Linked DNA regions of Mus musculus: all the other regions are linked to region 3. Evidence: chromatin contacts called from public Hi-C, HiChIP or PLAC-seq and promoter capture Hi-C data. All regions are on one chromosome and are shown on one strand. Each heading gives the region's core, a stretch centred on a gene start, on an enhancer-like site or on the middle of the called end of the contact. The rest is flanking DNA. Distances are from core to core; before and after follow the strand shown.

Evidence for each region. Promoter capture Hi-C pulls out the DNA fragments that hold promoters and counts their contacts. A called contact is a pair of places that touch in the nucleus more often than the background predicts. HiChIP or PLAC-seq counts read pairs in DNA pulled down with a chosen protein or histone mark.
Region 1: a Hi-C map of the N1E-115 cell line shows a contact between it and region 3, with 3 times the contacts expected there. The contact joins two enhancer-like sites. A contact is called at or near these places in 1 of 39 promoter capture datasets (cranial neural crest), 8 of 484 Hi-C or Micro-C datasets (the C2C12 cell line, the HL-1 cell line, the N1E-115 cell line and 5 more) and 2 of 115 datasets of contacts at active chromatin or transcription factors (embryonic stem cells and forebrain).
Region 2: a promoter capture Hi-C map of hippocampal neurons shows a contact between it and region 3, with 2.4 times the contacts expected there. The contact joins two enhancer-like sites. A contact is called at or near these places in 1 of 39 promoter capture datasets (hippocampal neurons) and 5 of 484 Hi-C or Micro-C datasets (cerebellar granule neurons, cerebellum, nephron progenitors and 1 more).
Region 4: a contact with region 3 is called in an H3K4me3 HiChIP or PLAC-seq map of embryonic basal ganglia, with 4 times the contacts expected there. The contact joins two enhancer-like sites. A contact is called at or near these places in 3 of 39 promoter capture datasets (the HPC-7 cell line, cranial neural crest and liver), 1 of 15 datasets of contacts at CTCF or cohesin (large pre-B cells), 3 of 484 Hi-C or Micro-C datasets (embryonic stem cells and trophoblast stem cells) and 3 of 115 datasets of contacts at active chromatin or transcription factors (embryonic basal ganglia, embryonic forebrain and forebrain).
Region 5: a promoter capture Hi-C map of hippocampal neurons shows a contact between it and region 3, with 2.4 times the contacts expected there. The contact joins two enhancer-like sites. A contact is called at or near these places in 5 of 39 promoter capture datasets (the 3T3-L1 cell line, embryonic stem cells, hippocampal neurons and 2 more), 6 of 484 Hi-C or Micro-C datasets (the Patski cell line, adipose-derived mesenchymal stem cells, cerebral cortex and 3 more) and 4 of 115 datasets of contacts at active chromatin or transcription factors (embryonic stem cells, neural progenitor cells and stem cell-derived neural progenitor cells).

Annotation. Positions count from the first base shown.
Region 1 is chr3:68,187,549-68,192,002 of GRCm38.p6, forward strand. The region is part of intron 4 of Iqschfp (Iqcj and Schip1 fusion protein); the gene reads left to right. The region is part of intron 1 of Schip1 (schwannomin interacting protein 1); the gene reads left to right. Among named protein-coding and RNA genes, the nearest start is that of Schip1, 120 kb to the left of the region's middle. Within about 2 kb of position 1,758, at least 2 of the 459 cell types and tissues checked have an H3K27ac peak or open chromatin away from gene starts, as enhancers often do. A contact at or near this core is called in the N1E-115 cell line, where this site is marked.
Region 2 is chr3:68,940,641-68,945,146 of GRCm38.p6, forward strand. All of the region lies in intron 9 of Ift80 (intraflagellar transport 80), which reads right to left. Among named protein-coding and RNA genes, the nearest start is that of Ift80, 62 kb to the right of the region's middle. Within about 2 kb of position 1,376, at least 7 of the 459 cell types and tissues checked have an H3K27ac peak or open chromatin away from gene starts, as enhancers often do. A contact at or near this core is called in hippocampal neurons, where this site is marked.
Region 3 is chr3:68,542,029-68,546,397 of GRCm38.p6, forward strand. All of the region lies in intron 5 of Iqschfp (Iqcj and Schip1 fusion protein), which reads left to right. The region is part of intron 2 of Schip1 (schwannomin interacting protein 1); the gene reads left to right. Among named protein-coding and RNA genes, the nearest start is that of Gm22073, 3.5 kb to the right of the region's middle. Within about 2 kb of position 1,348, at least 114 of the 459 cell types and tissues checked have an H3K27ac peak or open chromatin away from gene starts, as enhancers often do. A contact at or near this core is called in the N1E-115 cell line, embryonic basal ganglia and hippocampal neurons, where this site is marked.
Region 4 is chr3:68,137,531-68,141,649 of GRCm38.p6, forward strand. All of the region lies in intron 4 of Iqschfp (Iqcj and Schip1 fusion protein), which reads left to right. The region is part of intron 1 of Schip1 (schwannomin interacting protein 1); the gene reads left to right. Among named protein-coding and RNA genes, the nearest start is that of Schip1, 75 kb to the left of the region's middle. Within about 2 kb of position 1,886, at least 14 of the 459 cell types and tissues checked have an H3K27ac peak or open chromatin away from gene starts, as enhancers often do. A contact at or near this core is called in embryonic basal ganglia, where this site is marked.
Region 5 is chr3:68,247,751-68,252,118 of GRCm38.p6, forward strand. The region is part of intron 4 of Iqschfp (Iqcj and Schip1 fusion protein); the gene reads left to right. The region is part of intron 1 of Schip1 (schwannomin interacting protein 1); the gene reads left to right. Among named protein-coding and RNA genes, the nearest start is that of Schip1, 190 kb to the left of the region's middle. Within about 2 kb of position 2,906, at least 4 of the 459 cell types and tissues checked have an H3K27ac peak or open chromatin away from gene starts, as enhancers often do. A contact at or near this core is called in hippocampal neurons, where this site is marked.

The sequences.
Region 1 (4,454 bases), core at 508-3,007, 350 kb before region 3:
TGATGGTTTGTTAGAATCTGGAGGGAATTTACCTTCATCATGGGTCACGAAACACTTGGCAAGTTGGTGCTGGCTCTTGGCAGGAAGCCTATGAGCGCCCCCTTGGGGAGCTCTCCGCGGTGCTGCTTGTACCTTCCGCGTATGGCAGTTAGCTTTCCCTAAAGTGGGCAATGCAGGAGTGGGGCGTGTCGAAAGTCCTTTAATGACCTGGCATTAGAAATTACACCCCAATTCCTTCTACCTTGCTCTGCTCACCTAGAGTCCACACCCTGAGGGAAGGCCATCAACTTCTACTTTGTCACATGAAGAGAACTAAAGAACTAGTGGCCATGTTTAAATGGAGGCTAAGCATTTTGTGATGACCAATGAGTTTTAGTAAGAATGGTGCTGTGGCTGCAGTACACAGTGAGCTAGATGCTCAGGTCGGCTCAATAAAGAATACAAGGACATGTATTGAAAATGTCTGATTTTTATTGCCATAGAACCAACTAAGCCCTTCCTTAAGTTTTCTCTACATATAAATGACACCAACATCATAGGAATATAAATTTTCTCTTTTTTATTTAATTATAGCATGATTTTATGTGCATATAAGCAGCTAATGTAAAGGGTATGGAGTAATAAAATGTATACATCATATCTTTTCTTTTTCAAAAAAAAAAAAAAAGAGGTTTGGAGAATCTTCCATTGGAGATGGGAGATACTTAGGGGACCTAAGATTCACTGGGTGTGAAACAATGCATTGTGTATTGCTCTGCATACCTGGGAGGAAGACAGCATTGTGAGGGTGTCGTTACTCCACTGTGTCTATGGGGCCTCTGAAAGGACTGGAGAATGCTTACAGTTCTAGTGGAATGGAGAGGGGCAGCCATACCATGGATCTGTGTGGTATCTCTTCTTTGCAGACCTCAGCAAGGACTCTTTGATGGATTATTCAGGAAAAGTAAAGATTCTCATAAGAGTTTCTATAAGTTCTGACCACATCAGCTAGCTGGTAACCCTTGGAAGTGCAGAAAGAGTTAGATTTGAGCAGAAGCCACCCATAGAGACACTAACATGAGATGAATTTGCCCTCCCCCACCATCCTGTTCCCATTTTCCTTCGGTGAGCTTGGAGGGAAAAGAAATTAATGAGGCGTGTTGTATATGCAGGATAAGCACAGTTTGTGTTGCACTAAGTGTAGCAGAAGCTGAAAAAGCATATCTAGTAAAACTAAGTAATTAGACTTCACATTTCTCACATTTGTAAGGGTGAAAAAAAATGCCTTTCATGGAAAGCATCTTTAAACTCATTTTTCTATAGTCAGGAAAGACTTTCTTGGCCCACCCAGATTTGGAACTTTGTTGACCACATTTAAAATGAAGGTAGGAATTGGTGGACTCATGTTCGAGTCTATCTGAGTGTTCTGTAAGGGGGCAGGGGGAGCTGCTTCAGGCATAAAGCTGGGGCCTGCTTCCTGTGTGGATGAAAGCCCAGATCAAAATCAAAGAACATCTATGTTCATTATTCTCAAATGTTTGGAAACACACAGAGAGCAGAGAACATGGCTTCTGTACAGTGGTTAAGAGCTGCCCTTTTGGTGCCACATGGCCTGGGTTCAATTCTATGCCATCACTTACTAGCTGTGTGTGAGGAAAGTTAATTTAATCTTTGTCTCTGTTTTTTCCCATCTGTGAAATGAAAAGATAACAGCAGCTTCATCCTAGACTGTTGTGAATGACAAAAATACATACATGTGAGTCACAGGGCAACACTAAGAAAGCAGCGATTCTGTCAGCTGTTTCCTGCTCCATACCAGTTGGGCTAGATAAGGCAGCAGGTAACAAGAAATCTAACAGACTGTGGCTTAAACCTTAAAGATCTAGTGCTTGATAAACAGTCAGGCTTTAATTGGTTATGCATCTTCACGACTTTCCTGACATCCCATCTTAGGTAAGTGTATCTCCAATAGTACTTCCTCTCAGGACATCACGATGGCTACCGAGACTCCAGCAAGCCTAGCCTCACACAGAAAGCTCCAAGAACAGAGAGCATGAGGTTTCCCTGTGCCTGTCTTCTTTTCACAGCAAGAGAATGGCCTTTTCCAAGTCTCTCCTGAAGGTTGTCCTCACAGATCGTTGTCTAAGATGGCATCCTTATTCTCAAGGGGAAGGATAAGGGCAGGGAACTCAGTTTCTAGTCTGTTTGTGGAGGAGTGAGAAGCAGGTAGAATAGTTGATTAGGAATGTCTTTGGGGCAGTCAAACAACAGTGTAGAGGGTAGACAGATGGATGAGCAATTAAAAACACTTGCTGCTCTAGTAGAGGACCCAAGTTCAGTTCCTAGCACCCACATTCAACAACTTACCACTGCTTGTAAACTCAGGTACAGACATTCAAATGCCCTCTTCTGTTTTCCACACACACGTATTCATACAATAGATAAAAATAAAATAAAACTTGGATAAAACAAACAAATCTGTGTGTCATTCTCTGGCTACTCGTAATTATAGGTGACACTGCTCCCACCCTACTGTTACCAAGCTGTGAGATGAGAATGGAGTAGGTTGTGCTCATAGATTCCATGGGCCTTGGCTGCCTAGTACCACTTACTCTGTAGCTGTGGCTGGAGAGACCTGACCACAGCCACCTTACACATTGATGAGGCAGAGCAGAGAATACTTTATGCTGTAGAGCAGCATATTTGGAATTAATATATCTTATTGGTAATCAGAGACTTGATCGATCACATCTCTCCTCAGGGCTTCGGAGTTTTCCTTATGTAAATAAAAGTTGCACTCATGAGCAAGGTTGTAGCCAGGCATGACGGTACCTGCCTAACCCTAGCTCTCTGGCTAAGGCAAAAGCATCCTAAATTTGAGGCCAGCTTGGGCTGCTGTGAGGTTAAGCCAGCAAGAGTAATCTAGGGAAATACGGTCTCAACAAAAGCAACGAGAAGAACAAGGTTTCTGTGTAGGCTAAATGAGATATTCCACAGAACATGTACTTTACTCTCATTGACTGCAATGTTTCACAAAACACTTGAGGGGAATGGCCTTTATAAACTATTCTTATCAAATTCTCTTTGTGTATTCAGCTATGAGAGCATGTCAAAGCAACAGGCAATTCAAAACAAATCCCTGGTGTTTTCCCCACATCTAAAGGAACTAGGGTTAACTCCCACGCAAAACTTCAGAGCTGTCATTTTCCTAACTTCAGGTGCTCTTTTGTGTCCTCTTGCTTTAGCATGCCCCTTTGGACTTCTATTGCCTTCAAGTTGATTAAATATGAACCAAGAGAGGCAGGCGAAGGGTCCTCTGCCTTAGGCTCTTTACAATTCAAGGTTCATTCACAAGGAAGGGACATTCTTTCAGACATAATGCATGTAAATGTGGTTTTGATTTTGTTGAGTACTTTGTGCATGGTAATAAGATTGTGAGGTGTACAGTTGTACTACATAAATGCTACTGGGGTGGGGGTGGAATGTCATCTCCTTAGACCATGCACGATGTACCTCACACTAAGCAGGGGTGATTCTATCCCCCACCAAGGTCAAAATCTTTGCAGACATTGAAAAGACATATGGGTATATGGCTTGTATGAGACTGAACTTAACTTCCTAGCCAAGCTCACTGAATGGTATCACCAGCAGGAGATACAACCATGTAGGCCAAGTAGCAAAAGACCAGGATTTTCGTGATAAGGAAGCCCTAAGCATCGACATTAACTGATGGGATCTGATAGCAGCTGAAAATATCAGTAGGGAAATGAAGGTGTCCTGAAAGGGGCTAGATCCACTACGAAGCATCCAGTGTAACCCTGCAAATTGTCACTGGTTAATTAACCAACAACTCAGGCTGGAACTTTGCACATACCCATTCACATTTGAGTACACTATATCTGTACCTTTTCCCAATCTTTTGAGATAAAATTGTACAGATAGCAGTATTGTAGATCTTGCTCTCAAACACAGCTGAGCAGGTACCCTGTCAGTACCTGGACCCATAGTTGTGGCTCTGTACCTTGGCATTTTCACTTGCCTCCTGCAGGTGCTTTGAGGTGCAAGCTATATTAAGGCCTAGAGAGACCTGGGGGAGGCTCTGTCTCCAAGGTACTAGCCCTGGTTTTGGTTTTGCTTCTTTTCTTGTGTCACCTACAGAGCTTTTTACATTTTTAACTTTCTCTCTCTCTCTTTCTTTGAAACTTGCCAGCTAAAATGATGAGTTTTAGATAAAGATTATAAACATTTCTTTATTTTAATTGGTCCTTAAACTTGGAAGGTAAAGTCTATTTTGACCACATTATGGAAAGCAAAGAATGGTGGGACTCAAGTCAGCTAAACTTTCCTGCATAGGAGCTAAACACTAAGAAGAAGCATCGTGTTTGTTATGCAAGTCACTGTAGCCTATGTGCCCAGGAAGGGGAGCTCTAGGGAAAGTGAGGCTGTCTACACAGTCCACACTAGGTGTCTACACT
Region 2 (4,506 bases), core at 126-2,625, 400 kb after region 3:
TCAAAAGTAGAGGAGATATTGGTTTCATAAAAGGAATGTAAAGACTGTATAGGAAAGAAAAAAGTGCACAGAGGCGGGAAAGCACTTCCCTATGTGAGAACAGGTAGTGAAGAAGGTTAAGAAGCAACTGGAGCTGGGCGTGGTGGTGCATGCCTTTATCCCCAGCCTATGGGTAAGAGACAGACAGATCTCGGTGTTAGAGGTCAGCCTGGTCTACAGAGTGAGTTCCGGGACAGGCAGGACTACACAGAGAAACCCTGTCCCCCTATAGCCTACCCCCACTCAGATGCGCAACTGGAAAGGGGAAATTCAAAACACTTCCTGAGGAAGAGGAATCCTGCTCTATGCGTGATCTCCTACAGAAGGGGGCTTGAAATTGTTTTAATCTGACATAGCTTGCATGAAGCAACTAGCACCTGCTGTCTTTTACATCTAGTTATTGGGTTCCTGCGCTGAGTCCCGGCAGCCAGTCTATCACCACCATTATCTTCCACCCTGTTTTCAAGGACTTGAGCTGACTTGTCCATGCTTGTTTTTCTCTCTTTGGTATCCTGTTGGTCAGTCCCTCTGGGAGCTAACTTCCTGCCTACACTCATTAGTTCTGAATCTGTGCAGTCCCTCTAACCATTGAAAAAGAATCTCTCTGGGCAGGACTGACATCAGCACTAACTTCACTGAGCCTTTCTAGCCCCACTCACTTTCCTGGACAGTTCATAATTTCATTTTCTTTACAGCTGAATAAAATGCCATTGTGGAAAAAAATCTTACAAATGTTTAGAGCAGACAAGTTTGCAAGGATTCTAGCATTTGGCCACATTGGTCAATAGTTTTTAAGTCAATGGACAAACTATAATAAATCAAGAAAGAGGGTGGATGGCTCAAGCTCTTTCCGCTCTGGGTGAGATCAAGGTGCATAATGCAGCCGGCATACCACAAGTGAAGAATCAGGAAAAGAACGCAACGATGCCCACAGGCCAGTCACCCTTTAGACCCTCCTCTAGACGGTGTTGTTTTTCTAATAATGCAAAGCTTTAGTCAACAATTCAATGAAAGAAAGACAGGGAGTCACACTCTTCTAAGTACGGCTTCAAATTTCTGTGTTGAATGTTTATAGCCCTAACTCCTGCTGTGGGGTCCTCAGGAAATCAATGCATGCTTTAATAAAGAGGCCCTCGCACTCTCAAGTGAGAACACAACAAGACAGTTCCAGCTATGAGACAGAATGTACCCGGTTTGCACACTAACTCTACTGGCTTCTTGGTCTTGGACTTTGCAGCTTCTAGAATTATAAAAGAAAAGGTTATGGTATTCCATAAGGCAGCCTGATAGCTTGGCAAGCATGGCACATATCTGTTCCCCAAATATCATCATGGCACGAATCAGCAAAAGTACATCCACATATGCTCTTTGTTACTGCATCCTCAGTTCCAAAATCCCATCTCAAAGATATGTAAGCAAAACTATAGAACGCCACCTGTGCAGGCTGCTTACAGCAGCACGCAGTAACTGCAAGACTAGAAACAGCCTAAACATCTGCCAACAGTTCGATTAAACCACACATGCTGTATAGCTGGAAAACAAAACGCAGAACTATAAAGGGGCAATCAAGACACAGAACAGCATGTTTAGTATGCTATCTCCTGTCGCAGGATTTTCCCTGTCCAGGTACTCTAGGGCAGCAGGAGGCCTGTGAGCTGAGAGTTGCAGAGACAGAGAGCATCTCGGGATAGAGAGGAAGGCCAAGATGGAGGTGGACATGAACCAGCACGGCTTTAACCAGCCACAAGTAGCTATGATATCATAAGGTTAAAATAATTGGGATAAAGCTTTTATCATTATTAACTTGTTCTGAAATTACTGTATTGGTATCTGTAAATTGAGAATTTGGCCATACACAAATCTGTTTGGTTAATTATAAGCTTAAAGAGTTTTGATTTATGCCGGGCATGGTGGCACACACCTTTAATCCCAGCACTCGGGAGGCAGAGGCAGGCGGACTTCTGAGTTTGAGGCCAGCCTGGTCTACAAAGTGAGTTCCAGGACAGCCAGGACTACACAGAGAAACCCTGTCTCGAAAAAAAAAGAGAGAGTTTTGATTTACTTGGTTATTGGAATGTGGGACCGCCTATTGTAGGGGTTTATGGCAGAGAGGGAACTAGCAGCTCCAGGGACAAGCAAGCCAGACCATGGGGGTTGGGGGGGCGGGGGGAGGCAGAGCTAGCTGGAGAGAGTTGCTGGCTGCAGGAGCCTGCTGTTCTGGTCCTGCTGGGAAGTTGGCGGGCTGAGAAAAGCAGGAGTGCAGAGAATTGGTGGGATCATTTTTTAATATTTCCCACAACAATCTTCTATCCAAAAATGGAAGGATGTTTACATATATATTGGCATGCTTATTTATTAGAATTCAATAACATTATATGAATAACTTTCTTATATATGGAAGGTTAATGACTTTGAGAATCAAATTTTTCTTTTAAGAGCAAATAAAAACTAAAATCTCAGGGCTGGAGAGATGGCTCAGTGGTTAAGAGCACTGACTGCTCTTACAAAGGTGCTGAGTTCAAATCCCAGCAACCACATGGTGGCTCACAACCATCCGTAATGAGATCTGATGCCCTCTTCTGGTGCATCTGAAGACAGCTACAGTGTACCTAGGTATAATAATAAGTAAATCTTTAAAAACAAAAAACAAAACACTAAAATCTCTGCAACCTTACATGAAATAGGACTTCTTAGTATAAACTCATGATTTCCTTTTATCTATAAAACCAAATCCGTTCTGTCTAGAAGTCATGATCGCTCAGCATCAATGAATGCATGGAGCACCTGAATTCAGTCTCTATATAAGCAGGTCTTCCTGGGAAAACCAGCCGACTGCAATGTTGGTGTAGTAGACTAGACTGGAGCAAACACCTCCCAGAAAGCAAGGTAGCCGCTGAAATCACATCAAAAGAAGTAAGAGCCATTAGCCAAAGACAAAACAATTTGAGTTTTAAAGAAAATAATGATGTCAGTGGATTTGAGACATGTCAACAATGTTGAAGTTAGAGGCTGGAGAGGCAGCTCAGTAGTTAGGAGTACATACCGTTCTTGCAGAAGACCCAGGTTTCATTCCCAGCACCCATGCTTGGGTGTCTGACTACATGTGCTAACTACATGCCAGGTGATCCAACACCCGCTTTCGGCTTCACAGACGCCCATCATAGGCATAGGAATACAATCAAACATACACATAATTTTTTTTAAAAAGTTTTAAATGTTTTAACATCTGCATGTTTATAATGATAACGTCAACAACACACACAAACAAAATGCATTGGAAATTCTAGAAAATAATAAAAATAAGAGAAAAAGAAAAAACAAAAAGAAAGGAAAATAATTCAGCATTTGTCTCATTTCTGAAGAACCAGATAGTTGATAAGACTAAATCCTTTCCAGAAAAACTCTAGCTGATAAATGTGGGAAAGGCTGGAATTACAGTATAAGCATGTTGCAACCTTTAGAGAGAGCTGCTTCTACACAGCCATCATCAGTGGCTTCTAAACACACTTAGGTAAGACACATAACAGGATCCCTTATGACAGATGGGTCAGGCTTACTGCACCTGGTCATGATGAAGAATCTAACACTAAATGACAGACAAGCAGACACGTGCCCTTGGAAGCAACCCAGAAGGAAATATGTGGCATCATCCTATCGAGTATTTTATAAATATCAATACTCTAGAATACAGTTTCAGACAGGGTTTCATGTATCTTCAGTGGAACTCAGTAAGTAGCTAAATATGACCTCAAACTGTTAAGTCTCCTATATCCAACTCAAGTGTGTCAGGATTCCAGTCTAAAAGCTACCCCAAGCACATCTACTCTCATTTAAAATCCCTTCAGGTGTTTATCACAGCACACGAAGTCTGAATGGCACGGGGGGTGTGTGTGTGGAGGGGGGGGGGTCATGGCAGAGATAACTAAAATACACTGTATGTTTGTATGGAATTGCCAAAACACATATTTTTAAGAAGGAATGTAGAGCATGCTTTCAGTGCATGTGTGACACAACTGTCACCAGAAGTCTGAGTCCCCAGAAACCTTCTTACAAATCCAGCTATCTCCCTTCTCTTAGAAACACTTTCAAGCTAGGAGAACGGCCCCTAACAAGGCACAGAAACGATTCCTGAAAGGACAGTCTGTAGTAGAATGAGTTGTAAATTTATGTATTTTATACGCATTGGTGTTTTGCTTGCATATTTATTTGTATGAGAGTGTAAGATCCCATGGAACTTTATATACAGTTGTGAGCTGCCATATGGGTGCTGGGAATTGAACCCAGGTCCTCCAGTAGAACAGTCAGTGAGTGCTCTTAACCGCTGAGTCATCTAAGACCTGTGAGTGATGTTTTTTTAAAAAAAATTTAAGGAACCTTATATATTAGTTTCCTTAGGGCAACATGAGACCCTGTGAAATAAGCTGATGGTTAAAAAGCCTTTAAGAAAACATGAAAATATTAAGAAAA
Region 3 (4,369 bases), core at 98-2,597:
CTGACGAGCACATGGGAAGGAAGATGAACCAGCAATGATACGTTCTGCACAGCAACTGTAAAGGAGAGAAGCCTTGAGTATATATAACGTCCTCCTCCCCAGTCAGGAGCTGGGTCCATGGCCTTTAAGTCATCCTGCAGAGTTTTGGTGTCCCCCCAGTACAGGTTGGTCTGGCATGAAACTTGCAGCTTTTGAACATACAACTCAGTTGCTTTCCCACTTGAAACGCTTTGTCCCCTCAGTGTGTTATGTAAGTTGCCACTAAATGCAAATATGAAAAAAATCCATATTCAACCTGGCTTCACAGAGAAGAGATTTGGCTTTTAAACAGCTAGGACGTTCTTTAGAAAACGCTTCTGGGTATATGGCTGAAGCTCAAGGGAAGAAAGCCGTTCCACAAAGCTCTGGGTTCTATTTCCAGCATGGGATGCACACACACACACACACACACACACACACACACACACCCCTGCACACACTCATACCTGCACACACACATGATTTAGAATGTGTTTTCTTCTTTTACTTAATAGAATTTTTCTCAGAACTGTATCATTTTTATTAAAGCCCCTGCTGTGTTTCTTGCAGTCAGCTTCATTTTATAGCTATCCCACATTGCCACACCTGGTTGTTGCCAGAGTATGGATCATATGACTCCAGAGTAAGTTTCTTATCTAATTGGAAGAAAAGATGGGTAGGGGGACTTCCAGGAACTCTGTCAGAAGAATCAGTTGTCCTTAGCAAATTTCCTTGCCTCTCCCCATTCAATCTTCTAGTTTATTTCAATTATTTAAGTTTGTATGTGTGTATACAAATGTGTGAATGCAGGTGCCTGTCCTGCGGGGTCCAGAAGCTGTTAGATTTCCCCTCCCCCAATCTTTATGGGTGCTTGTGAGTACTGAGAACTGAATAGTCCTCCTTACAAGACCAGTGCTGGTTTTTAGTTGCCTGCTGAGCCACCTCTTCAGTCCCCGCCCCTACCCTCATTCCCACCTCCATCCCATTTTATCTCTTGGCTCTCACTGCCCAAATAAGGTCATATTTCTTTGAACTGGCAGCCTGGGCTATGCTGTGGGAGGTATTATGTAAATTAGCTTGGGCTGCAGCACAAACTCCAGCATCAGATCATCGTCTCAGAGCACCCAGGCTTTGCAGGAGGACGTCAGGCACCCAAATGAAAGTTAAAGTTACTGCTAAGAGGAGGGCCTGTATATGGAAGGGGCTACAATAGTAATTAGACTCGGGCTGCTGTGGGCATCTCTCCAGCAACGCCCTGAGCACCGGGCCCCGCCCTAGGTGCCAGGGCTCCTGGTTTCACTCACAACTTTTGGGAATCTGCTGACCCCTAGTGTCTTCAATAAAGCATTGACTGTAAAATCTAAAGACTCACTTCCCACCTCCTCCCTCACAGAAGCAGCCCCAGAGCTATGCTATTCACAGAAGAGGGTGGTTGTGAGCCAAATAAACCATGAGTTTAATGAGAAGCCTTCTGATCCACTTTAAGACACAGCACCCGGGGGGATGGTGAGATGGTTCAGCAGGTAAGACCACCGACTGCTCTTCCGAAGGTCCTGAGTTCAAATCCCAGCAACCACATGATGGCTCACAACCATCCGTAAGGAGATCTGACACCCTCTTCTTGAGTGTCTGAATACAGCTACAGCGTACTTACATATAATAAATGAATTAATTTTTTTTAAAAAATAACACAGCACACAGACTCCCATGTGGTGGCTTCCTACCTGTGAATCTAACACATAACAGGTTAAGGCGGGGTTTCTGTGACTTTGAGGCCAGCCTGAACTACTGGTGAGTTTTAGGGCCAGCCTGGGGTATAAAGTGAGATTTCCCCATCTCAAAAACAAAAGGCTAAGCAAACATGCTGGGGCTTTCCTGACCATTACTCTAAGAACTTTATGCAAACCTGGTCCAGATCTGGTCATCTCTGTTAATCATGTCCAAGTGGGTCTCTTCCCAGGACGCAGGATATCCTTTTGGAGGTAGGGCGTAGGTATGTGATGAAGACCTACACTCTTAGTGGATAGTGCCTGGGTAGATGAAGACCACCACTATTATTCCAGCATTGAAGAGGCAGATGCAGGAGGAGCTCAAGTAGGAAGCCCGGCTGGGCTGCATATAGCAAGTTCCCCACCAGCCTGACTGTAGGGAAACGGTTTAAAATAAAATAAGTAATTAAATAAATAAAGGTAGATTGATAGATAGGCAGGCAAACACATAAATAAGACACTGTGATAAAGTGAGCAGTCAATTGTGTTTGTAAACTGTATGGTATACAAAGTATTCCAGTATCCCAGAAGATACACCTGAGTGGCTGTTTGGTGCTGTGGGCTAGCTACAGTGTGCCCACACTGGTGCTGTGGGCTCACTGTGTGGGTTTTTATTACACTGTATCAGCTTGTGCTGCCACTGGGAGCCAGACCTGAGCCGCTGGTGAAGATGTGTTACCTCCAGCCTTCCTCTGGCCTGTGTGCTTGGAGGCACAAGACTTCCCCTGCTTTCCCGGATTTGAGTTGTAGGGGGCAGGGGGAAGACAGAGACAAGAAGATGACACCCAAGGGGGAAAAAAAATAGAGAATCTGTCTTTGATTTGTTTTGCTTGTAGCCAATTTCTAAGGCACGTGTGAAATGAGGCAGCTCTCCAGCTAGGAGGAATTCTGCACAAAGCAGGGGTTAGAAATGAACAGCTATGATCTTTGGAGGGCACTGAAGGACAGATAGAATCTCTCAATCTGGGAACTGAGGAATGTTCTGGAAAACAGGCAGGTGTTTGCCAGCTGGTTGGTTTTAGCAAGCAGAGCCACTGTTGCTGCTAACCAAGTGTCACACCGCTCGCTGCCCAGCGGCCAATGCATCCACTGCTGGGATGGCCTCGTCCAGCCCTTGCTGCCTCTTCCCACAGTGGAGGAGAGCGCCCACAGATGAGCTGCAGCCTCAGTGGCTAAGTGAGGCCCTGGGAGGAAGCTAAGCTATGGCTGTGTGCAGTGACTGGAACAGCCGAGCAGACGTCAGCATGTCTTGTGCCTGTCACTAGATTAGACACACCAAGTGAGTTTGCCACTATGAAGCCTTTGATGTAGATGGTAGACATTAGGTATTTGTTCTGCCTTTCCATGGACAACCTTGGAGTTCATCTTTGTGACACATAGATTTCTTGCAGACATGGGAACTGGGACTGTATTCAGTCAATGCTAAGTGGGAGCTGTAAAAAGCCAAGACACTTGCAGAGCATTTAAAAGTTGTGGACTCTGTGTGTGTGTGTGTGTGTGTGTGTGTGCAGGGAGGGAGGGATGGAGGGAAAGAGGGAGGAGAGAGAGAGCGCACTGCACAGGCTTTGGGGTTCAGCTTTCTTTCTACTAGTGGATCTTGGGGATGGAACTCAGGTCATCACTCTTGGCAGCAAGCCCCTTTACCTGCTGAGCTGTCTTACCAGCCCTGACTATATCTCATTATAGGCTCATATTTGTATTCATCTCCCCCTGCCCCGATGCCATTTCTCCCTGTCCCCTCCCTCTGCCTTCTATGGATGATCTGAGTTTGCATCTGCATTTGTCCTGTGTCCCAGTACGTGGAGAGGTTAGCATGCTTTTCTAAGTGCTGTCTATGGTTCTGTGGAAGAACCAACCACCAGGAAGATTACAACAATATGAGGGGTTTTTAAAAAGGATTTTTAGAATGTTGTTCTTTGTATGCTTCTGTCTTTATCGTTTTCCTGGTTTGTTGTTGTCGGTTTTTTTGGGGTTTTGTTTGTTTGCTTGTTTGCCTGGGGGGTTGGCTTTTTGTTTTGTTTTGTTTTTTGTAGATTGGGTTTTTTTTCCTCCCCCTCCTCCAAATTAGTGTGTGTTTGTATCTATGTTGAGTGGATGATCTCTAATTAGGAGTTCCCTGGAGAAGCGTAATCAGCCTGGGAAATGTGGGGAACAGTGGCAGGAAAGCTGTTTGATTTTGGCAAGAAAAGCAGTGAGTCCTCACCCTTCCTGGCTGTGTGTGGCAGCTGTGCCTCTCTGTCCCGAGGAATGTGGGCCAAGCCCCAGGGCCAGTCTTGACACCTTGTCTGTGAAGGCCTCCCCTCACCCGGGAGGCAACCGTCGGCCTCCCTTTGTAAAGATGAAGAAACTGAGGCTGAGCTACACTGACCTTTGCCCAAGGCATAGCTACTTCAGGACACTACCAAGTTTCAAAACGCAGCCATTTCTAACTTGAGCATCCTGTTTTTCCATTGTACCAACTGTCCCAGCCTTCAGGTTTTTGTCTTGGAGCTAAAATTATGAAGAACAGTGAACATTTGTTCAATGAACAGACAGCTTCTTTAGAACCCTTCTGTTTCCGCAGAGGATTTGTTTAGTTTTCG
Region 4 (4,119 bases), core at 636-3,135, 400 kb before region 3:
CTGTATTCTGGATCTTATGGAGATGTTTTCTCAATTAAAATTCTCCTTTTTAGATGACGCAAGCTGTGTCAAGTTGTCATAAAACTGCATCACACCATGCCAGCCTGAAGACCTGAGTTCAATTTCCAGGACCCATGTAAAAACAGAAAGCTAGGCATAGCCCTGAGGTCTCATCATTCCAGCACTGGTGAGTTACTGACAGGCAGACTCCCTCTTGTCATACTCAGCAAATCCCAGGTTAGCCAGAGATCTGTCTCAGCAAAAAAGAGCAAATTGCACAGTGCTGAGGAAGGTTGACATCTAAGGTTATTCACATACATGTACAGTTACCTGTACACTATCCTCACTTACACGAATATGCATACACATACTTACACATACATATACAAACATCCATGCACACAAAATATTTAAAATGAGATTAAGCTGGCCAACTCCATTATATTCCCAGCATGGACTGAACATTTTGTGCTATTGACAAAGTATTTCCCTGGTCTGCTAGATGATCTATCAGACTTGTGCCTGGTTTATAGGTAATGAGAAACTACGTATTACCAGTAAGTCTCTTGAGTTCTATCCTGAAGGTGTTATAACAATCCAGACTGGGCTGTGTATATCCGATGATTTTTAAATACACAGACACAAATACATCCCTCCATACACACACCAGATATATTGAAAAAGTGCTTCTAAAAACAGAGTAAATCTTCTAAAACCATGAAAAGGGACCCTGGAATTTGCTCCCTGGAAGTCTGTCAGAGGGCACATATCATTGACACTCTTCTGAATACAACATCTGCCTTGTGCTGAGCCTCCCAACACCAGTACAGAACAAAAATAAGGAAATGACTAATCCAACTAGCCAGGGCTGAGGACATTCATCTTAGTCATTAGAGCACAGGAAGGTGACATTATACAAAACCAGATAGCTGTGAACTCAGAATGTGCAAATCAATTTCCTGAGATGCACGAATAGAGACTTGATAAGAATCTGTCGTGTGTCCGGTCCTCGGTATTTATCCTGAATTCAAAATTATATTCAGTTTCTTGGAGTTTCTTTCCTTAATAATCTTGCTTCCTCCTGGCCCTCCTCTCTGGAATTCTCCAGCCCACCCTTTGTGCTCAGCCTTAGCTTAGCCTTCACAATCTTACCTTATTATACTTTTCTGGATGAAAGTAAGTTTGACCTGGACACATTAAATACAATTTTGTGGAGGGATGTTAAACCCTACTGAGTTAGAATAACTTAAAACAACAACAACAACAACAACAAAATGACTTCATTTGTTTGAATGTGCTACTTTTGTTTTAGAATTTGGAAGGAATAATTTGATTCAAATATTTTTAATGAAAAATAATTATGTCCATAGTAACTATTCTTCCAAATGGGATTGACTGTGAATATGCTATGTAGGCCAAGCAACTACTCAACGTGCCCTTTTCATGATGTGTTCCTGTTAGCCACACCCATTTCTCCTGACACACACAGAGTTTGGTCCCTTGGGCTGGTCAGCCATGTGCTGGCTTGGCTGAGGATTCTTATTTAGGTTTCAAAAGTAGAGTTTTTACTATTTAGGAAGTTGTTCTTACAATTCCTGTTAGAGAACAGTGGACAGAGAAATATGGTGAGTGTTGTTGTTGTTGCTGTTGTTGTTGTTGTTGTTGTTGCTGCTGCTGCTGCTGTTGCTAGAATCTAAACTAGGTATTTTAATTTGGGGAAAAAAAGGTCTGGAGAGATCGCTCACCATTAGCTAATGAGACAGCTTTGACAGCAAAAATGGGTTTCTTGAACCATTAGCAACTTTTTCCAGAGTGTCTGGGGGTCTGAAAGAGTTAAGCATGAAAAGATGTCTCATTTACTCCATAGGAGCAGTTTAGGCCCTGTGAGAATTTTGACTCATTACAGTTTTAACTTTCTGTCTGAAGGAGCAATTCACACAGAGGCAGACAGACCGAACAGAGCCCTCATTATAGGAGAAACACGTATTGTGAGCCCCCTTTTATTTCTTGCAGAGGCCATGCAAAAGAGAGCGCAGTTTTAAATTATACTTCTCACAATGCTTCCCAAAAAGAACATGGCAAATGAATTCAATTCTTTTAAACTAAATTGAATATCTGAAGGAAAATAAATCTGAACAACCAGCCGAGTTTTATCCATTGCTTTCCCATAATTTCACTGCACTATTTGAATTGGGTTAGATCAGATTTCAGATCAAAAACACTTTACTACAAATTTGGAGATTGAGCTCTAACAAGACAGAGGTGTTTCAGGATAAAGAGATGACTGTCTAATAGCTGGATATCACTTGAATTCATAATGTTCCCCTGTCCACTTTGTTAAGCTTTGTTATTAAAGCAAAGCTAAGAACGCATGAGTTCAGGAGGTGGACTACAGACAACCCTGGTGTCTTTTAGACACCCAAACGTGAAGACACAGGACGGAGTAAGGGAAAGCTCTCTACTCAAATATATTTCAAGATTGGTGAGAATCATACATTCTAGAATGATGCATATATTTCAAATGATGGGCTTGACCCAGAGTATATGTGAGTTTACACACACACACACACACACACACACACACACACACACACACACACCGGAGCTGGACAAACCGTCAGACTCAGGTAAGTTTACCAACAAAAGTACAGCCTTCTGAATAGATGATCTTAAGGAAGAAGTTACCATGTAGATCAGGTGACTCACAAAGCAAGGGTCCTGAGTGGAGTCTGATAGGTGATTTCCTGAAATAAAGGGGTTTCATTCATCATCCTTTCATTCAGCTGTCTATTTCATTGATTTTGTTTCCTCCATTATATCAATATATATGAATTCCAAATAGTATATATTTATTTGTATAACCAAAAGATACTCATCAAGCATTTAGTAAGCATCAGGTACTTTTCAGGATGTCTGATGAAAACCCAGACATGTATAGAAACCAGTACCCTTGGGATCTCTCACCAGGCAGGCAGTGGGTTATACTCAGCTGTGGAATAAGGGTAGAATTCAGAACAAAGTATAGTTTCTTCTGTCCCCTCAGATATGAGGTGGGTGGCATCACTTGAAACACACTTTGAACAATATAATACCATGCCTAAAGAATAGTCATCAACGAACAAAAGCAAGGGGATAAAGCTAGAAGTCTGATATACTAAAACTCAGGAGCTAGCAACGGCTGCCATGACAGCAGACATGTCACCTGAAGAGAACGGAAGGAGCAGAGGAAGCAAAAGGACAGATGACACATTTCTACCAGATGTACCTACCACATTTCTGCCCTGACGTCTTTTATTGTCATTAGCTTTTCTCATAGTCATTCCTGAGAGTCCTCCCGACCAAGAGAGGAATGCTGAATCAAGTTGAGAAATGCTTTGGGAGCTGGAGAATGAGCCTTTGTGGCTTGAGTAGGAAGCACGTACAAGGTGTATATGATCGTGGCACTTCCTCTTGGAAAGCAGTGTCTCTCATAAGAGTTGCACATATACAGTGTGAGCTTCAAGAGTGGCTGGGAACCCCAAAACCATAACTCAGTTTCTTCAGTTCCCTCTACAAGCCTTTTGCTGTTGAAGAATCTGCTTTCAGGAGAATTTGATTGGCTTTTAAACTTCCTGAGCAAAGGCTTTACAATGAGTCAAAGATGTGTAGCTAAACCACCTACACCCACGCACTAAGGGGATGGAATTCTAATTGCTATCTTACATAGCCTTGCAATTTCTCAACCTGTTAAAATCTAGAAGGCAACTAGGGTGTGATTCTGGTGACCAGGGAGGGCATTCTACAACACCTACAAGATAGCCTCTTGGTAGTATAAATAAAAATGTGAGTGTGACTTGGTGCTGAAGAGCATATGGGATTTCATATGGTAATTGAGTCAAACGTCTGTGTTACTCAGTAGTCACCCCATTTTAAAGGACAAGGCAAAGAACATGAGATTGTATGCTGATAAGTTTCAGAGTCGCATAAGATGGTGCGAGGATTCATTTTTCATAAAAGAAGTGAAGATGGCTGACCTCATGCATTTCATGGAATCTAATTCTCCCACTGCTTTTCTGATGGCCCATGTGACCTTGAGAAAGGTACTTAACCAATTTAGATCTCTGAGTCAGAATTCTTAAA
Region 5 (4,368 bases), core at 1,656-4,155, 290 kb before region 3:
ATTCCTAGCAAAAACATGATTCAATAGGTTATGGTGTGAACATCTGCCCTGTTTCCCTGATCGTAAATGCCATGGAAGACATTGATGCTGAGGTGCAATCTCATTTTATAGACTTCTATGGGGGAAATGACATAGCATATTGAGTTTGCAGCAAACTGTTTTTAATTTACTGACATTGTCATTTATCTATATAATTATGTCCTCTATAATTAAGGTTAGGGTCTTCTTTATTTAACCTTCTAGGGCATTTTTAATGATCAGCTTCTGTAGCTCAGGAGAGACAAGCTTTTCCCATCTATGCTCTCATTTCATCTCTGCCTCATTAATATCTGTGTGATGAGCTTTGCAACATCTAACCAGAGAGAAGAATGGCAGAACTCTGTTTGCATTTCCAAAGATTAAACTCAGACCTTAATGAATTATACCATACATTAAGTAGCTTCTCTTCAAAGCAGTCTAGGAGTTTTTATTTGATTTGATATTTTTCTGGGTCAGACAGACAGACAGACAGACAGACCCAACCAACCTGGAAGACTTTCACAGGGTTATTCAGTGCCTAAGACCATTGTGATGCACAATGGGTCACATCTATCCTTCCACCTTTGAAAAGACTATGACCCACTCCAAAAGAAGTGAACGTTTTCTACAGCCTTTTATTATGCTGCTTCCTTCTGCATACACAACATAACTTCTCTTTTCACAATTGTAACTTATTTTGATCTCTTTGAAGACATTAAGTCACCATTAGGAATCCATATCCGACTAGACATTCAGGACAACAAGATAGATAAGTAGGTAATGGCACAGGTTGCTAAGGCTAACTACTTGAGTTCAATCTCTGGAACCAAGAATATGGAAGGAGAGAACTGACTCCTTGAAAATTCTTCTCTGAGCTACACATATGCACCTTGGCGTGTGTGTGTGTGTGTGTGTGTGTGTGTGTGTGTGTGTGTGTGTGTGTGCATGTGCACACACACACGCATGCTTGCATGGCATATATATATATATATATATACACACACACATACTAAATAAATAATTAAATAGGGATTTAAAGGTGTTTATTAAATTGACATTCAAATGATTTTATAATGCCAAACCAACTGAGCTAATCAAATAAGCAATTTGTACTATTCAGTAGAATCATAGAGTCTCATTCTTTTGTCAGGTATCCCTCCGTCTGCCCCTTGCATGTTTCTCTGCCTTTGATTCTTTCATAAAAGAACCTAGCATGGAAATAATATTAAAGCTTCCAAACAATACTAGAACTTTTTTACATAATTAACTTAGGTGTTATTATAGTAGAACTTTGACTCCTTTTCATCTCGTTAAAAAGAATCAAAATGTTGTTGACCCTCTATCTATTAACAAGTTGTGAGTTGTTAACAACTTTTTCCCACTAAAAATTTACTTTAGAACAAAATTATTCAGTTTTTTAATAATTTTATCACATTCTTCACAAATTGAATTATAGACTTATCAAATAAAACCAGTAACTTACATAGGCTGTCCAAGAAATTACATGTTTAATTTCTCCAGTGAACTTTTTATAAAGGACTGGGGACAAAGCTGAGTCAGTAACATGCTTGATGAAAATAGATAAATAAAGTTGCTAAAGGTGAGACTGACCAGCAAATCATAGCCCCTTTTATGCCCGGCTTCAGAGATGAAAACAGAATTGCTCAGGCTCTTGCCTTTGGGGAACTCATCTGGATGGAGATAGAAATGTAAAAGAGATGAGCGTGATATGAAGATGTGGAACAAAGGATGGTCTGCTGACATGAGGATGCCCCCTGTGCGAGCCAGAGCTGGTTGTTCATTCTTCTGCCTCTAGTTGTTCTTCAGAGACCATTCCAGAAAGAATGCTACTCAGGTTAGGTCTGAGGGATAGGGCAACCAAAAAAGTTAGGAAAAATAAATAGCAAGAGACTGTGATGGAGGGGCAACTGGGGCCCAAATTCAAGCAACGAGAAATAAGAAACCGTCATATCCATTGTGTTGAAACCTTGTGCAGACAAATTAGGTGTAGCCGAGAGAAACAATGTAGATGCCATACTGAGTGAACTAGAAACTGTTACAATGTTTATCCCAGAATATCTTATATCTGAATAAAACCAACTCTTACCTGCCATGGAATTAGTCATTTTTATAATTTTGAAATATCCTAATAATTACTAAAGAATCAGTGAGATTTAAAAATATATTTACATCCCAAACAACTTAAATAGCAGAAGCAATCCTAAAACCTACGTATGCTCAAGAGTAAAGATGATCATAATACAATAACTTTTTGTATATTTATCCTTAATCCATTAATTTTTCTTTATAATTACATTTATTTATTATGTGGGTACACACATATGAGAAGGTCAAAAGACAAACTGTACAATAATTTCTTCCTGCCCCAATCTGGGTCCTCGGACTTGAAGGTCAAACTCAAGTCATCAGACATCCCAGGAAGTTCTTTAGCCCACTGAGCCATCTTGCCAGCCCTAATCTGTTAGTTCTAATGAATTTCTCTACTCTAGGATGACTAATACATACAAGTCTACTAACCCACCAGACTCTATGTTCTCCATGCTTCAAGTACTACTTTTTGTACACTCTTAACCCCTCCCCAAGAAAAAGTCTATCTTTCACATGTACTTCTTTCTGGTAGATAACCAATGTACAAAACCGTGTTTATTGAGCACCAACCAGGTGCCCAGAGTTAAGGAGTCTTCAGTGCAGGAGAGACTTCCAGAAGCAACACAGCCTGTCCTCACTGGTCTCAGAGCCATAGGAAACAGAGAAAATTACCGTACCACAGGAGGTTTATGGCAGTGGGGGCCTGGGGACCAGTTAGGATGCCTACTGCATCTTACCCTAGTGAATAGGGATGCCTACTGCACATCACCCTCCTGAACAAGACACAGGGAATTCTCGGGAAGGGAAAATGTATAAACAGTGGGAGTTAGTGAGATGAGAGCCAAGAGTTCTTCAAGCAGAAGGAGGAGAATCTGCAAAAGTCACAAAAACAGAGGAAGTGTGGAACATTTGCTCATAGGGAAGGGGCACCTGGTGTGGGAACAGAGCCAGGTGGGATCTAGAAACGAGGAGGTTTAATAAGCCAGGCCCAGACCAAGATGCTTCCTAAGAGATTTCAGGGCAGGCTCTGGCATGAGGTAAGCATTTGAATTGCTATATAATTGATCTACAACACATCTTCTCTGCCTTTCCAAGTTAATGTATTAATTCAGTGCAACCTGACAGAAATTTCATAGAATTTTCCAAATTATTTGTCAAGATGACGTGTAAACAATAGATAGCACACTGCCAAGACAATTATGAAGGAGAGCAAGCTTGAGAGAGTTGCCAAATTTGTTGATATTTTAAGTCAAGACTTCTTATTAAGCCATGGTAATTTTAACAGTATAATTTCCACACAAAGATAGATAAACAGACCATATGGACATGTATGTGCATAAGGATGGCATTTATATGTACATAAATAAACCTTCTTTAGAGACCATAAGAAAAATAATTATTTTATTAAATTATATGGAGCCAAGCAGTGTGGTGAATGCCTTTAATTCCAGCAAGCAGAAGGCAGAGGCAGGTGGATCCCTGTAAGTTCAAGGCTAGCTTGCTCTACAGAGAAAGTTCTAGGACAGCCAGCATTACACATATAAACCCTATCTCAAAAAAAAAACCAACAGATGATGATAATAATAATAAATAATAGTAATGATAAATTCTATTGAGACTCTTAACTATAAGGAAAACAAAATGGTGGCCCATGGCTTGTGACATACACAAGACCAATTTTAGATGAATGAAAACCCAAAGCATAAGAGACGAAACTTTAAGTCTTTCATTAAGAAAGTGTAATTGGATATATTTGTGAACTGAGACTAGAGAAGAATGTCTTAAGCACAGATAAGACCAAAAGCACGGACTATAAAAACAAAAACTGGTGTGTGGCCATGTTAAAATTTCAATTCAAATCCATCAAAATCACCATTGGAAAAGTAAAGGCACAATAACAGATGGGGATCCAGAATGGAGAAAAGGTTTTTTGTTTTTGTTTTTTAAATCAATAGTAATTTTAGAACAAAGATGGAGAAGAAAGCGAGAAAGAAAGGATAAATGCAAGGGGCTAGGAATGCACCAGGAAAGGACACTTGAATGGCCACTGAACATGTTAAAAGGCCAGCATCACTATTTAGGAAAATGTAGGTTTAGCCATGTGGAGAGAACATCTCATATCACCAATTTGCCACCAATTTCAAATTCTGACAGTACCTAGTCTCAGCGAAAGTGTGAGCATCTGGACTTTACTAAGAGGGTTATGCATTATTATATCACCATAAGAGTAATTTTTCAGAA